Linked DNA regions of Mus musculus: region 2 is linked to region 1. Evidence: chromatin contacts called from public Hi-C data. All regions are on one chromosome and are shown on one strand. The core of a region is the stretch at or near the end of the contact, and the rest is flanking DNA. Distances in the headings are between cores, read along the strand shown.

What was found. A called contact is a pair of places that touch in the nucleus more often than the background predicts.
Region 2: a contact with region 1 is called in a Hi-C map of B cells, with 18 read pairs. The contact joins the enhancer-like site here to the promoter of Ppip5k2 in region 1. A contact is called at or near these places in 3 of 39 promoter capture datasets (liver and pre-B cells), 7 of 484 Hi-C or Micro-C datasets (B cells, CD4 T cells, CD8 T cells and 3 more), 6 of 115 datasets of contacts at active chromatin or transcription factors (the SCID.adh cell line, bone marrow-derived macrophages, effector CD8 T cells and 3 more) and 1 of 9 other capture datasets (liver).

What each region holds. Positions count from the first base shown.
Region 1 is chr1:97,768,537-97,772,108 of GRCm38.p6, reverse strand. Ppip5k2 (diphosphoinositol pentakisphosphate kinase 2) reads left to right here and starts at 2,017. Exons shown (of 28, transcript NM_173760.5): 1 at 2,017-2,254. It overlaps Gin1 (gypsy retrotransposon integrase 1), which reads right to left and starts at 1,937. Exons shown (of 8, transcript NM_026250.3): 1 at 1,854-1,937.
Region 2 is chr1:97,578,816-97,582,012 of GRCm38.p6, reverse strand. No RefSeq gene overlaps it. Among named protein-coding and RNA genes, the nearest start is that of Macir, 82 kb to the left of the region's middle. Within about 2 kb of position 1,517, at least 93 of the 459 cell types and tissues checked have an H3K27ac peak or open chromatin away from gene starts, as enhancers often do. A contact at or near this core is called in B cells, CD8 T cells, the SCID.adh cell line and 7 more, where this site is marked.

The DNA of each region.
Region 1 (3,572 bases), core at 768-3,267:
TGCTTTTGAAATGTTTATTAATGTCATTTCCCTCTAAGGCTGAGTACCAGTCCATAGCACATGTATTCTACAGACATTCTGTGATGGACATCTGGAGTGATCTCATTTCCTTGCTAATGTGAATACAAGAGCAGTAAGCAAAGGTATGTAAATGTCTCTGTGAAAATATTCACATACCCTGGGATATGCCCAGAAGCCGGAGAGTTGGGTCACGTGGAAGTTCTAGTTTTAGTTTGTGAGAGGCCCCGAGCTTACTCCCATGTAGTGCCGCACCCGTTCATACCCCACCAGAACTGAATAAGAGCTCCCTTCCTCCCACCTCTGCATGCTTTTGTCATTTTGTTATTTGACCTCTTAAGGATGGTGACCTTAATGGCCTAAGATGAAATTTCAAATTTGTCTTAATCTGCATTTACCTAGTGGATAAAGATGTTTAACAGTTTTAAAACATAGTTTCGATGACATGTATTTCTCTTTTGAGAATTTTTCACTCAGTCCTTTACCCACTTATAAAACTGGATTCTGTATTTTTTCCTTAGTATTTTGATTTCTCTGCACATTCCAGGCAGCAGTCTTCTACTAGTGGGAATGGTTTTTCCCTACTATGCAGGGTATCTTTTCACTCAAATGTTTCCTTTGCTGTACAGAAGCCTCTCAATTGTGAGAGCTGCCCACATTAGCTACCGTGTCACTGTTACTATAAAATGAGCAGGAAAGGCACCAAGGAGAATGGTTTATTCTGAGTCACAGTTGGACAGCCCTGTGTCCCATGATAGGGAGGCCGGTCAGCTCGGGTGAGGCAGCTGGGCATATGCATTCCGTTAAAAGCTGAGCACCAAAGTGTTGCAATTTCATCAGGATATTTGATTAGGTCTTTACAGCATGTTCCTCGTACAACGTTAAGAACAACAAATATTTTTACCAATACTTATTGCTTAACATCTATAATTTTGTCTTGCGTAACCAATGAAAACAATTAACTATTCTTTTTATTTTTAGCATGAAGCTACTATTAAAGCCAATGAAAGGTTACACAGTAAGTTTGTATTCTAACTTCAAAACACAAAAGTTGTAATGTTTTAATAAACACAGGATTGTGGGATTAGGGTTCCGACTTTTGAATTATTCTGCTTTAATCTCTGAAAACTGAACCCGTACAATTATATATTAACTGGGAGGAGGCAGGGATAAGCCTGAGGCGGCAATACTTCAGACCATACCCTGCCTCTTTTCCCTTTATTTCCATATGCATACAGATAAAGCCGCACAGGACAAATTCAGGTCCATTTTGAAAATTGAGATTTTTTTAAAAAGTGTATTTTCCCTTTAGAGCTTTAAGGTCCCCACCCCACCCCCCTTGAGCTCGTTCCTTTACACAGGTGTACGTTTTCACACTGAATGGTGACTACTATGCAGGACGAAACTCCTCCAGCTTCGGACAAGCGCCGCTGCACTCGAGTTTTGAAGGCAGTCCAGCATTCGCCGCCGCCGGCAAGGGAGAGCTCCGCAAGCTTTTTGACACCTCGTTAACGGACCCCTGAGGGCTAGGTCCCGCTAATCCTTGCCTAAGCAGGAAAAGGACCGTTGACAGCTCAATTATACCGAGTCGCCACCTCCCTGAGCCCAACAGTCCTCGCCTCTTTGCAGCCACCATCCGCGGCGCTGTGCAAGTTCAAGGCCCTCCCGCCCCAAACGGCGCCTGCGCGAAACCTCCGCTAGTCAAACCCGTCCTTAGAGCAGTCGAAGGGGACCGTTTTAAAGTTACTGGAAGGCTACGTCTCCGTTTTTAAAAAAAATGAAGAAAAAAATAAAGAAAAATAGGTATGACAGAACACACTAGAACGACCACTCACCGAAGTGGTCCTAAGTGCAAACGGCAGGTTTTTAACTCTCCTCTCGCGATTTATCTGGTGCTACCGGAAGCGGAACTGCCGGGGGTCGGAGTTCTGGTGGCGCTTGTGGAACAGGAAGGCTCAGGCGGGTCGTTGGTCCGCCGGAAACTGTTCCGGCCGGTGCAGTTTCCGTGGGAGCCCTGTGGAGGGCGGGCAGGGAAGAGGCGTGTCGGAGGCTCCTGAGGTGTGCCAGTGCCAGCGGTTCCGCGGTGGCCGGCGAGGGAAGCTTCAGGTCCACGCCTCCGAGAGCCGCCTCGGCACAAGCGTCCTTCCCTCGCCCCCGCAATTAAAGGGGGAGGAACCGAAACCTGGATGGGCTCAAGCATCTCCCGCAGATCGCTTGCTGCCCGCAGCCACGGCAGGTGAGGACCGGGAGAGGCGACATCTCCGGCAGCCCGAGGCTCGCCGCCGCCTCCAGGTGTTTGCTTTGTCTCTGCTCCACGGTGCGGATGCGGGACACGTGGTCTTGCAAGAGCCACGGACAGTCGCGGAGGGCAGCGTGCTTGTGGACGAGTGACAGAACATCCCCAGGGTCCCTTTCAGGCTTGATTTCTCCTCCGCTTCCCGAGTCGCTTCCTCTTTTCATTTCTAGAGTTTGAAAAGCCCGAAATTGCAGTCCCGCTAGTTAGGGAGCTACCCACGTTCGACTTGTATTTGGATCTCCGTTCACCGAGGGGTGCGCCGTTGTTTGGCTTCTTCTGTGGGGAGAGGTGTCTGTTTCATTCCCTATCCTTTGCTCTGCTTGTCTTTGCTTTCCACACCCACTTCCAAAGAACAAAAGCACTGTGTGTGTGTGCACAGCGGCGTTGCAAGGTAAGAGACGAGGTTGCAGGTCAATGCCGCACCCGCGCCTTATCGATTACACAGCGTTGCGTCCTCCCATGTAGATAGTGACCTTTGGATCTCATCCTGGAGGTTCTGGACAACTTCCTGAGAGTTACCATTCTTGAGGTTTGTGGTAATGGTCGTTTTGCTTTTTGCGTCCTGGAAGACACAGAAGTAGGAAGCATGGCTGACTTAAGCATTAGCCTATACCGGGGCAGGATTTTGTTTCACTATTACAGTTTTTTTTTTCTAACTGAAACCCGTGGTTTTTGAGCAATAATATAACGATAGCTGATATTAGTGTGTAACAGTACCACATGGTTTGCACATATATTGTCATTCATCCTTTCAAGAGGCTCGTGAAGGTTGTTAGGTTATTATATTTTTAAGCCGGAAAATGGAAAGTTAGTGAGGTAGTGGAACTTACCCTGGTTACATTTTGCCACAGGAAAACCTTTGAGTGTTTACTAGAAACTAGATCTGAATCCAGCATCTGTATTCTATTGTCCTGCCATTGCTCTTGTTATTCCAGTTTCTTCACTAACTATCAGAGGTTATGCATCCATAGTGTGCTTGTGTATATGTGTGTGACAAATGACAGTCGTGATCTTTCTGCAAATTCTGTATGTGCTGTAGAATTACATATTTCAGACTGTCGAATGTATTTTCTGCAGCATAGGCTATTTTTTGAAAAGGCAAGTGGAAAAACTGATGACTAGAAGGCTCATAATTGTACAATGCTTGCTATCTCAGTTTTTAGGTAATTATAAAGGTATTAAATTTAACAATTGATAGACTATTGAATCTAATACTAGGCATAAGAGTAGTTCATTTAGTTTTTCTGATAATTTGAAA
Region 2 (3,197 bases), core at 268-2,767, 190 kb after region 1:
TCTTCAAAGGACATGTGGTCTGGGTCTACAGCCATTAGTCTAGTGAGAGTTAACTTATTGATTTTACTGATCTTACAAGGTATTTGGTGTTTGATCACATTATTTTTTTTGGCCCATCCATTTATGTTTTTATTTTCATTATTTATTTGATTTGTTTACTTTGGATTTTGTACTTTTGCTGGTTTCATTGACTAGAAATACTGGTTATTGACTTTAGATCTCTCTTCTATAACTTTTCACGCATGTAACCAATGTTGATAAGTTGAATTTTCAATTTTATGTTAGTTCAAAATGCTTTAAAATTTTCTTGAGATTTCCTTTTTGTTCCATATATTCTTTAGTGTGCTTAATACAAGGGGGTGAAAAAATAAATTTTCTAAGTACTTTGCAATTGTCCAGACATATTTCGTTATGATTAATATGCTAAGGGCATTAATAGAAAAAGTCACAGCATGTAATCATAGGTGGGTAATTTAAATATTCTGTTAAAGTCTTGGTCTGATGCTTATAATAGTCTTGTTCTATCTGATTTCACAATGATTCATATTTAGTTCCAAACTGTGGTTTTGTTATTTGTTTAGTTTTGTTACATTTTTCTTTTAGCGTGTATTGTCATATTCTGTTAGAAGATTGGGTTTGTATTCCTACACAAACCATCATGACTGAGGAGCAAGTTGGGGAGGAAAGGGTTTATTCAGCTTACACTTCCACATTTCTGTTCATCACCAAAAAGTCAGGATGGGAACTCACACAGGGCAGGAATCTGGAGGCAGGAGCTAATGCAGAGGCCATGGAGAGTGCTGCTTACTGGATGCTTCCCCTATCTTGCTCGGCCTCTTTTTTATAGAACCCAGGACTACCAGCCCAGGGATGGCACCGCCCACAATGGGCTGGGCCCTCCCACCCTTGCCCACTAATTGAGAAAATGCCTTACAGCTGAATTTCATGGAGGTGTTTCTTCAAGGGAGGCTCCTTTCTCTGTGATAACTCCAGTTTGTGTCAAGTTGACACACAAAACCAGCCAGTACAATAGGTATGGTGTCTCTGTAAAAGCAACTGGGGTAGGTAAATAGACATTTAGTGGTGTGGCATAAGTTGTGGGGCAGAGGGCATGCTCTCAAGACTGGATGAAGTCTTGGTGAACCTTTGGCCTCAGGTGGGGCAGGAGGCCTAAGGGCAAGGCTTGTTAAGAACAACAGAGTGTCCAGCTATATTTCAAGGTAGTTCTGCTTGCCTTCTTCATGTTAAAAACTCTCTCTCTCTCTCTCTCTCTCTCTCTCTCTCTCTCTCTCTCTCTCTCTCTCTCTCTCTCTCTCTCTCTCTGTGTGTGTGTGTGTGTGATTGGTTCCTCACTAGGAGAAGCTGGTTAGGGTGATGGAATTAGCCTTGTAAGCATGTGAGGCTCCCCACACCTTGTTTCCCTGGGGGTTTTACATCTCAGGGTTGCCTGGGCTGAGCCTCCAGTAATCTGTCAGCTACAACTCAGGTGGTTCCACCCAGCACTAGTTCCCACGGAGGGGTTTCCTTTTGAGGGTTTCTGTTCTGGCAAGCCCTGCTTCTCTGTGCCCGCCTGTCTGCCTTTCTGATCATGAAGACAGCCGTTGGTCCTGTGACCTCATTTCTCTGACAGATCTAAGAAGAGGTGTTTTTTTTTTTTTTTTCATTTCTCACATTTCACCCAGAAACAGGAAGTATGCACAGCTCTTTTTTTTTTTTTTTTTTTTTTTTTTTTTTTTTTTAAAGGTTTGATAAATACAAAGTATTTTTTTTTTTTTTTTTTTTTTTTTTTTTTGTTTTTTTTTTTTTTTCCATTTTTTATTAGGTATTTAGCTCATTTACATTTCCAATGCTATACCAAAAGTCCCCCTTACCCACCCACCCCCACTCCCCTACCCACCCACTCCCCCCCTTTGGCCCTGGTGTTCCCCTGTACCGGGGCACACAAAGTCTGCGTGTCCAATGGGCCTCTCTTTCCAGTGATGGCCGACTAGGCCATCTTTTGATACATATGCAGCTAGAGTCAAGAGCTCAGGGGTACTGGTTAGTTCATAATGTTGTTCCACCTATAGGGTTGAAGATCCCTTTAGCTCCTTGGGTACTTTCTCTAGCTCCTCCATTGGGAGCCCTGTGATCCATCCATTAGCTGACTGTGAGCATCCACTTCTGTGTTTGCTAGGCCCCGGCATAGTCTCACAAGAGACAGCTACATCTGGGTCCTTTCGATAAAATCTTGCTAGTATATGCAATGGTGTCAGCGTTTGGATGCTGATTATGGGGTGGGGCTCAGAACTGAACAAAGAATTCTCACCTGAGGAATACCGAATGGCAGAGAAGCACCTGAAAAAATGTTCAACATCCTTAATCATCAGGGAAATGCAAATCAAAACAACCCTGAGATTCCACCTCACACCAGTGAGAATGGCTAAGATCAAAAATTCAGGTGACAGCAGATGCTGGCGAGGATGTGGAGAAAGAGGAACACTCCTCCATTGTTGGTGGAATTGCAGGCTTGTACAACCACTCTGGAAATCAGTCTGGCGGTTCCTCAGAAAATTGGACATAGTACTACCGGAGGATCCAGCAATACCTCTCCTGGGCATATATCCAGAAGAAGCCCCAACTGGTAAGAAGGACACATGCTCCACTATGTTCATAGCAGCCTTATTTATAATAGCCAGAAACTGGAAAGAACCCAGATGCCCCTCAACAGAGGAATGGATACAGAAAATGTGGTACATCTACACAATGGAGTACTACTCAGCTATTAAAAAGAATGAATTTATGAAATTCCTAGCCAAATGGATGGACCTGGAGAGCATCATCCTGAGTGAGGTAACACAATCACAAAGGAACTCACACAATATGTACTCACTGATAAGTGGATACTAGCCCAAAACCTAGGATACCCACGATATAAGATACAATTTCCTAAACACATGAAACTCAAGAAAAATGAAGACTGAAGTGTGGACACTATGCCCCTCCTTAGAAGTGGGAACAAAACACCCATGGAAGGAGTTACAGAAACAAAGTTTGGAGCTGAGATGAAAGGATGGACCATGTATGCACAGCTCTTAACCTAGAGTTTCCCACCAGTTACTGATACAGCTTGGATATATGGACAAAAGGACGTGTGATGGTGATTTTATTGGAGTTTATTTCTAGTGTGTATGATAGGTGGAGTCAGGTGGGGAAAG